Regions from separate parts of the Anas platyrhynchos genome. Here region 2 is linked to region 1. The links are chromatin contacts, called in public Hi-C maps. All regions are on one chromosome and are shown on one strand. The core of a region is the stretch at or near the end of the contact, and the rest is flanking DNA. Distances in the headings are between cores, read along the strand shown. Region 1 holds the start of SLC48A1 (solute carrier family 48 member 1). Region 2 holds the start of SMUG1 (single-strand-selective monofunctional uracil-DNA glycosylase 1).

Region 1 (4,202 bases), core at 571-3,070:
CCCTGTTACCTTTAATCAAAATTAAAGAATTTTGGAGGAATGGCAAGAAGAGGGAGCTGAGGGAATCGGCTGGATGGCAAACCCAGCACAACCCCGGGCATCCCAGCTGCCCTGCTGGGGCAAACACCCAGGCGGTCACAGCAGCGTTGGATTCACTCGTGTGCAAGCAGAAATTCGGATTCTTTACCAAATTTCACTTCCCTTTAAGCTCCAGGTGGTTGCTTGAATTCAGCCAGAGAAAACCCCGGAGCTGGTAAATGGAGGGACAGCTGCGATCTGCTCCAACCCAGCCATTAACGAAAAATATATAACTTAAACAAGATATTGATGCACCACTGATGTCAGAGGACATAAAGATGGGTTTTTGCAGCCTGTGGCCTGTCCGAAAAGCAGCTCAAACGCCTGTCTCAGAGCATCCAGCCCGGATGCTTTCAGCGGGTACAAACCTCAGGAAGCGGGCAATTTGGGTTTTCCCTGAAAACACAGAGCAGGCGTAAATGCTGCTTTCCAGGCCAAAATCTCGCCGGGAAAGTCAACAAAACTTTGAAGTTTTGAAGTTTAAAATAAAAGCCTCTTTTCGGTAAGAAGGCCGGCCGGCACCTGGGGCTCCCCGCGTGCAGGTGCGGTCGGCGTGTCCCAAAAAATGCTGCTTGGCTTCTCCAGCTGCAAACGCAGCCAGACCCCGGCCCCTGGTCCCAAGCCCCCCAAATACCCTTGGGGGAGGCCAGGAGAAGCCCCCAAACCCCCACCTGAGCCTCAAAGCCCCCCAGGGGCTGTCACAGGGAGCTTCCCACCGCAGAAGAGCCCCCTGAGGATCCCCAAATCCAGCTCCCGGCTCCGGACCCCAAACCCAAACCATGTTTCTGAGAGCGTTGGGACAGGGATCCCCCAACTCCAGAGCTGTGACCAGGTCCCTGGGGATCCCATCCCAGCGCCGAGCACCTCTGGGTGCAGAACTGCCCCTGGAGCTCGCCTGCCACAGCCTTGGGCCCAGCACCACGGGCTCAGCACCAACCCCAGCACCCCAGGCTCAGCACCACGGGCACGAACGGCTCCTGCCTGCCACAATCACCCCCCCAGCCCCAGCCCCAGCACCACGGGCCCAGCTCCAGCACCCTGGGCCCAGCACCATAGGCCCAGCACCAGGGTCCCAGTGGCTCCTGCCCGCTGCAATCTCCCCTCAGCCCCAGCCCCAGCTCCAGGCCCAACCCCAGCACCCCAGCCACAGCCCCGGGCCCAGCACCATGGGCACGAACGGCTCCTGCCCGCCCCAATTTCTCCCCCCAGCCCCAGCCCCAGCCCCCCAGGCCCAGCCCCAGCCCCAGCCCCCCAGGCCCAGCCCCAGCCCCCCAGGCCCAGCACCCTGGGCCCAGCACCAGCACCCCAGGCACGAACGGCTCCTGCCTGCCACCTTCTCCCCCCAGCACCAACCCCAGCACCACGGGCCCAAAACCATGGGCCCAGCCCCAGCACCACAGCCCCAGCACCAGGCCCAGGCCCAGGCCCAGGCCCAGCCCCAGCACCCCGGCCCCAGCCCCGGGCCCAGCACCCGGGGCACGAATGGCTCCTGCCCGCCCCGATCTCCCCCCCCAGCCCCATCCCCAGCCCCGTTCCCGTTCCCAGCGTACCGGACAGCCCCCCGGCGGCGGCGGTGGCGGGCTGTCGGAAGGCAGCGGCCAGGCTCCAGGTGAAGAAGGCCGAGAGCCCCAGCGCGCAGCCGGTGGCCGCGTAGGCCAGGCGCAGGGCGAGCGCCCGGCTCACCGCCATCGGAGCGCTGCGCCCACAAGCCCCGCCCACCGCCGGCAAGCCCCGCCCACCGCCCTTTAAACCACGCCCACCTCCTTCAAACCCCGCCCACCCTCGTCAAGCCACGCCCACCCCCGCGCTTAAACCCAATGTGCGCCGCCGTCGAGCCACGCCCATCAGCCTCAAAGCCACGCCCACAAAGCTTGAGGCCACGCCCAGCCGGCACAAGCCACGCCCACCACACAGTCTTGTTTCCGAGTCCCGCCGCTAAGCCACGCCCACTGTGGTCACTAAGCCACGCCCATTGTCAGGGCGCCCCCCGGCGGCCCGGAGGATTTGGGGGGGAATGGGGAGGGGGAAAAGGGGGGGAGGGAGGGTAAGGGGGGGGGCATGAGGGTTATAGGGGGTTATTGGGGGTATGAGGTCACGGGGGGGACATGGGGAAATGAGGGATTTGGGGACACGAGGGGGGCATGGGGGTTATATGGGATTTGGGGGTGTGGGGTCATGGGGGGGCACATGGAGGAAATGGGACATGAGGGGGGCATGGGGGTTATGGGGTGCAATAGGGACACGGGGGGGGACATGGGGAAATGGGGGATTTAGGGACACGAGGGGGCATGGGGGTTATATGGGATTTGGGGGCTTGGGGTCATGGGGGGGCACATGGGGGAAATGGGGGACAATGGGACATGAGGAGGGCACAGGGGTTATGGGGGGTTATGGGGGGTATGGGGTCATGGGGGGGACATGGGGAAATGAGGGGTTTGGGAACACGAGGGGGGCATGGGCGTTATATGGGATTTAGGGGTGTGGGGTCATGGGGGGCACATGGGGGAAATGGGACATGAGGGGGGCATGGGGGTTATGGGGTGCAATAGGGACACGGGGGGGGACATGGGGAAATGGGGGATTTGGGGACACAAAGGGGGAATGGGTTTTTTTTAGGGGGGGGCATGGGGATATGGGCTGGGTGCTCAGCCCGGCGCCCTGGAGCCCGTTGTGCGCTCGGTTCCGGCTCCTGATGCTTTTTCCTTCAATTTCCGTCAATTTAAGGCAAATTTTCAGCCTTTCCGGCCTGGCTCGGCCGCAGGCGGAGGAGTCCCTGCTCTAGATGGCAGCAGCCTCCTTCCCTTTAGGGCCGAGCCACCCCAGCACCAATTCCCCTTCACCTCCCTCACCCCGCAGCGGGGTCTGGAAGCCCACCAAGGCCGGAGCTGCCCCACAGACCCCCCCCCGAGACCCTCCCCAGGTTCAGCCCCCACCACCAGGAGCCTGGCTCCGTCCTCTCCCTAACCCCAAAAGGAGGGTGGGAGGTGACCCCAAAGCTTCTGGGCCCTATAGGATGGACGAGGCCTGCTCCCCCAACTTGTCCCCATGGGAAGTGCTCCGGGCTGTGACCATCTTGGTGACCGACCCTAAATTCACTCTTTTAGCCACAAATGTCCCATGTGGGTGGCACTTTGTCCCCGTTGCCTCCTCATAATGTGACACAGGACAGGTCTGGGGCAGGTCCCTGTGGTGCCACCACCCTCCAGCACTACGGGGCCAGCAGCTCGGCCTGTTGCAGGGCAGTTATTTCATTGTGTGACCTTATTTTGAAAGAACCACAGAACCACGAGGGCTGGAAAACCCCTCCAAAATCAAATAAATTCCTCTTAATCCCCACCCTACGAGACCCCATCCAGCGGGGAGGATTAATTAGAAACGTTTGGAGGCCGTCGGGGATGGATCGAGATGAGGCCCTGCCACCTGCGCTCCGCCACGTGGCCAAAGCAAACAAGGAAGGTGGAAGCCGTGGGATTACATAAATAAATGCGTGTTCTTGAGGATGTTGGGCACCAAAATGTGCCCCGAGGCTGCGGAGACATTGGGGAGCAAGGGGAGGATGAGGAGGAGCTTTCGTTTTCGGGTGGTGGCCATCGTGAAGGTCGGTGCTCATGGAGAGGTGTGGCTGAGGGTTCGTCTCGGTTCAAAATCAGGAAGAAAAAAATAAAATAAATAAAAATAAATAAATAAATAAAAAATAAAATAAAATAAAATAAAATAAAATAAAATAAAATAAAATAAAATAAAATAAAATAAAATAATAATAATAATAATAATAAAGCCTTACTGAATTCCTGGCTGAAGGATGGGAAAATCGGAGCGCTGAGCTCATGGGTGAGCGGAGAAATGGGGAGCAGCCCTCGTCCCCCACACCCCTCGTGCCAGAGACGCCAAGCACACATCGGCCACGCACCGGTGGAAGCACTGCGGGAGGATCCTGGCGTGTGTTTGGGTTTGGCAGGGAAAATCTCAGCCTCACGCCCCCCAGGGTTGAGCACAGCCCTCAGAGGACATTAATAAAACGTCGTGTGCCCTTGGGATTGATGGCTGCAGAGACCTGCTTGACCTTGGGGTTGGGTGTGCTGCTGGTGCTTTATTTTTTTTTTAGTATTTAAACCCTGCAAGGA
Region 2 (4,045 bases), core at 925-3,424, 180 kb after region 1:
GCTGGAACCCGAAAAGATCATCGGGGCCACCGACTCCTGCGGGGACCTCATGTTCCTCATGAAGTGGTGAGGCCACCGCGCGCCCCCCCCGTGCCCCCTCCCGTCACCCGGCGTCCCCAAAAAGTGACAACGCCGCCCACCCCGAGGCTCTTTTTGGGGCCGTTTTAGGGGAAAAAGGGACCGGAGCAACGCACGCAACGCGCGCGACCCCCCCGAGGGGTTCCAACGGGGGCTGCCTCACCCCCTTTTTTAATTTTTTTGTCCCCCCCCCTTTCAGGAAGGACACGGACGAGGCCGACCTGGTGCTGGCCAAGGAGGCCAACCTAAAATGTCCCCAAATTGTCATCGCCTTCTACGAGGAGCGGCTGACCTGGCACGCGTACCCCGAGGACACGGACAGCAAAGAGCGCGAGGCCGCCAAGAGCTAAAGTCCCCCCCCCCCCGGGGCCCCCCCGCTGTACATAGCCCCCCCCGGGCAGCGTCTCGTGTCCCCCCCCCAAAAAAAAAAACCCTAAATCCCGTCCTTTTCCCTCTTTTTAGGTCCACGGGGTTGGTTCTGGCCCTCCCCAGGGACGCCGCGGGGGGCGGTGCGTTGTGTCACCGTGTCCCCCCCCCTCCCCAAAATGTGTCCCCCCTCCCCCTTTTTTCTCCTCGCTGTCACCCCCGGGGGGGTCCCCACATCCCCCCCGTGTCCCCTGCGGGGTGACAAAACCTGGTGGATGGGGAGGGGGGGGCTGCAAAGACCCCCATGGTGTCCCCCCCCCTCAAATCCTCGTGTCCCCCCCCCCATGGGGCCGGGTTTGGGGAAGGGGGGGGGTCACCAAAAAAAACCCTTTTTGCCGTTTTTTTAACGTCGATGTTTTTAACCCCGGGGTGTCCCCACCCAGGGTGTCCCCCCCCCACCCGGGGTGTCCCCCCCCCCACCTTGTCCCTGTGTCCCCGGTCCCCCCCCCCCCTTGTATTTGCTTCCAATAAAGGGTCACTTTTCAGGAGCGGGGTGCTCTGTCCTGGGGGGGGGAGGGATGGGGACACTGGGGACACTCCCAGTGCTCCCAGTTTGGCCCAGTTTGCCCATCACGGTGGGGTCCCGTGCCTTGCACCCCCCCCCCAAAAATTTTTTTGGGGGGAGGGGGGGGGGGCTCCTCGGCTGCTCCTTTGCTGCCACCTGGCGGGCATGGCGCGGTGCTGCACTTTGGGGACACGGAGGTGACATTTGGGGGGGAGGAGGTGACACTGGGGGGACAGCTGGACCCCCCCCCGGGTGCCGTCAGGGGGTGGGGGTGGGGGGGGACACGAGTATGAGCCCCCAGGGGTGTGGGGACATGGGGGGGTGCTTGGGGACACTGCGGGCACTGGGGACAAACATGGTGCTTGGGGACACTTTTGGTGAGAGGGGGGTGGCCCTGGGGACAGGGGGGACCTAGGGATGGTGGTGGCCTTGGGGACATTGGTGGCTTTGGGAATAATGGCCCTGGGGACAGTGGTGGCCCTGGGGTTGGTGGTGGCCCTGGGGACAGCCAGCGGTGGCCCTGAACATAGCAGTGGCCCTGGGGACAGTTTGGGGACAGGGGTGGCTGTGGGAATAATGGCTCTGGGGACATCAGTGGCCCTGGGGACATCGGTGACATGGGGACAGTGGTGGCCCCAGACATAGGGGTGGCACAGGAGATGGTGGTGGCCCTGGGGACATTGTTGGCCTCAGGACAGGGGTGGCCTTGGGGACGTTGGTGACATGGGGACAGCGGTTGTCTTGGGACAGACTGGGGACAGCGGTGGCTTTGGGAATAACGCTGGCCCTGGGGACATTGGTGATTTGGGGACATTGGTGGCCCTGGACATGGGGGTGGCCCTGGGGACAGCTTGGGGACAGTGGTGGCCCTGGGGACATTGGTGGCCTCAGGACAGGGGTGGCCCTGGGGACATCGGTGACTTGGGGACAGCGGTGGCCCCTGATTTGGGGTGGCCCTGGGGACAGCTTGGGGACAGCGGTGGCTTTGGGGACACAGCAGTGACTCGGGGACCTTGGTGGCCCTGGGGCTCTTGGTGGCCCTGGCTCCCCTCCCCCGCCAGGGGTCGCCCTTGTGCCGCCGGCGCGCCACCGAAGCCCCGCCCCTTTGTGGGTGGAGCCACTCAAAGCCCCGCCCCCTCCCTCTCCGCGGGGTGCCGCCCCCTCCCCTCCGGATTCTCCCATGGTGCCCCGGGGCCGCGGCAGACAAAGAAGCGGCGCGGACTCCAACTCCCAGCAGGCCCCGCGCGGGGGGGGCGCGTCACGGGTCAGGGGGCGGGGCCAGCAGGGCGGGAGGCGGGGCCGGGCTGGAGGGGGCCTCGCGCGGCGCTCAGGTAGGCCGGGGTAGGCGCTGGGGGGTCGTGACGTGGTGTGACGTCATGGGGGGCGGTGGGGGGTGGGGAGGGGGCTGTGGGGGCAATTGGGGGGGCATTGGGGCAGGTAGGGGGGTGGGGGGCAGTTAGGGGGGCATTGGGGGCAGGTAGGGGGGTGGGGGGCAGTTAGAGGGGCATTGGGGGCAGGTAGGGGGGCATTGGGCACGTTGGGGGCAGATGGGGGGGCTTTGGGGGTAGGTGCGGGGGGCTTGGGGGGCACCTGGAGGGGCCTGGGAGGGCTTTGGGGGGGTGTTGGGGGCAGGTAGGGGGGTGGAGGGGCAGTTAGAGGGGCATGGGGGCATTAGGGGCAGTTAGGGGGCGAGTGGGGGGCTTTGGGGGCAGTTGGGGGGGCATGGGGGGCAGGGAGAGAGAAGGGCCTGGGGGGTGTTTGAGGGGGCATTGGGGGCAGGTAGGGGGGTGGGGGGCAGTAGGGGGGTATTGGGGGTAGTTCGAGGGCATTGGGGCACTTGGAAGGCGGGGGGGGCAGTTGTTGGGGGGGGCACTGGGCACTCCCTCCTGTGAGGGGCAGGGCTCTGGGGGCAGTGTCACTGCCCCCCCCCCTTACCCATTTAACGCCCAGGGGGGAGCCACAGGAGGCCCCGTACCCCCCCCATAGCCCCCTGCACCCCCTTGTAACCCCCCCATACCCCTTTATATACCCCTATAACCCCCCCATACCCCCTTCATAACCTCCTGTACCCCCCTCATACCCTCCACCAACCCCCCCAATACCCCCCCCACGACCACCCCGCTCCCCCAGCCCCATAACTGCCCCCCCCCTTGCTCTATCCCCAGGCGATGGCAGCATGGAGGTGACCCCGGGCAGCGCTGCGGGGCTGGTGCCGGGGACAACAACGGCGAGAGCAGCACCAGAAGTGACAGCAGTGCCACCAGTACCACCAGTGGCAGAAGTGACACCAGTGCTAGCAGCAGGAGCAGTGCCAGCAGTGCCACCAATGACAGCAGCACCAGAATTGACAGCAGTGCCACCAGTGTCACCAGTGACAGCAGGACCACAGGTGACAGCAGCGCCAGCAGTGCCACCAGTGGCAGGAGTGAGAGCAGTACCACCAGTGCCACCAATGACAGCAGCACCACCAGTGCCAGCAGTGCCAGCAGTGGCAGAATTGACATCAGCGCCACCAGTGCCACCAGTGACAGCAACACCACCAGTGGCAGCAGCACCACAGGTGGCAGCAGTGCCACCAGTGCCAGCAGTGACAGAAGCGAGAGCAGTGCCACCAGTACTAGCAGCACCAGAAGTGACAGCAGTGTCAGAAGCACCAGCAGTGCTAGTAGCACCAGAAGTGGCAGAATTGACACCAGTGCCACCAGTGCCAGCAGTGGCAGGAGTGACAGCAGTGCCACCAGCGCTAGCAACACCAGAATTGACAGCAGTGCCACCAGTGACAGCAGTGACAGCAGCGCCACCAGTGACAGTAGTGCCACCAGTGCCACCAGTGCCACCAGTACCGGAGGCTGAGGACCTGGCCGGCTGCTTCCTGCAGCTGGAGCGTGAGCAGAGCGCGCTGCTGGAGGCGCTGCTGGAGGCGCTGCCGCCGTTCGGGGGGGCGGTGAGCCACGTGTACCGCCCGCTGCGCTACGCCTGCCGGCCCCACCGCCACTTCGTGCGCCGCTACTGCCGCGGCCCCAAGCGCGTCCTCTT

Evidence for each region. Hi-C and Micro-C count contacts between places; a contact is called where the count stands out from the background.
Region 2: a Hi-C map of subcutaneous adipose tissue shows a contact between it and region 1, with 5 times the contacts expected there. The contact joins the promoter of SMUG1 here to the promoter of SLC48A1 in region 1. A contact is called at or near these places in 5 of 8 Hi-C or Micro-C datasets (liver, skeletal muscle and subcutaneous adipose tissue).

The regions. Positions count from the first base shown.
Region 1 is chr34:1,567,214-1,571,415 of IASCAAS_PekinDuck_T2T, forward strand. SLC48A1 (solute carrier family 48 member 1) reads right to left here and starts at 1,821. Exons shown (of 3, transcript XM_027445345.3): 1 at 1,629-1,821. The coding sequence starts at 1,767.
Region 2 is chr34:1,745,599-1,749,643 of IASCAAS_PekinDuck_T2T, forward strand. SMUG1 (single-strand-selective monofunctional uracil-DNA glycosylase 1) reads left to right here and starts at 2,175. Exons shown (of 3, transcript XM_072031947.1): 1 at 2,175-2,340; 2 at 3,175-4,045. The coding sequence starts at 2,190. CBX5 (chromobox 5) reads left to right here. Exons shown (of 5, transcript XM_072031971.1): 4 at 1-66; 5 at 278-989. The coding sequence ends at 428.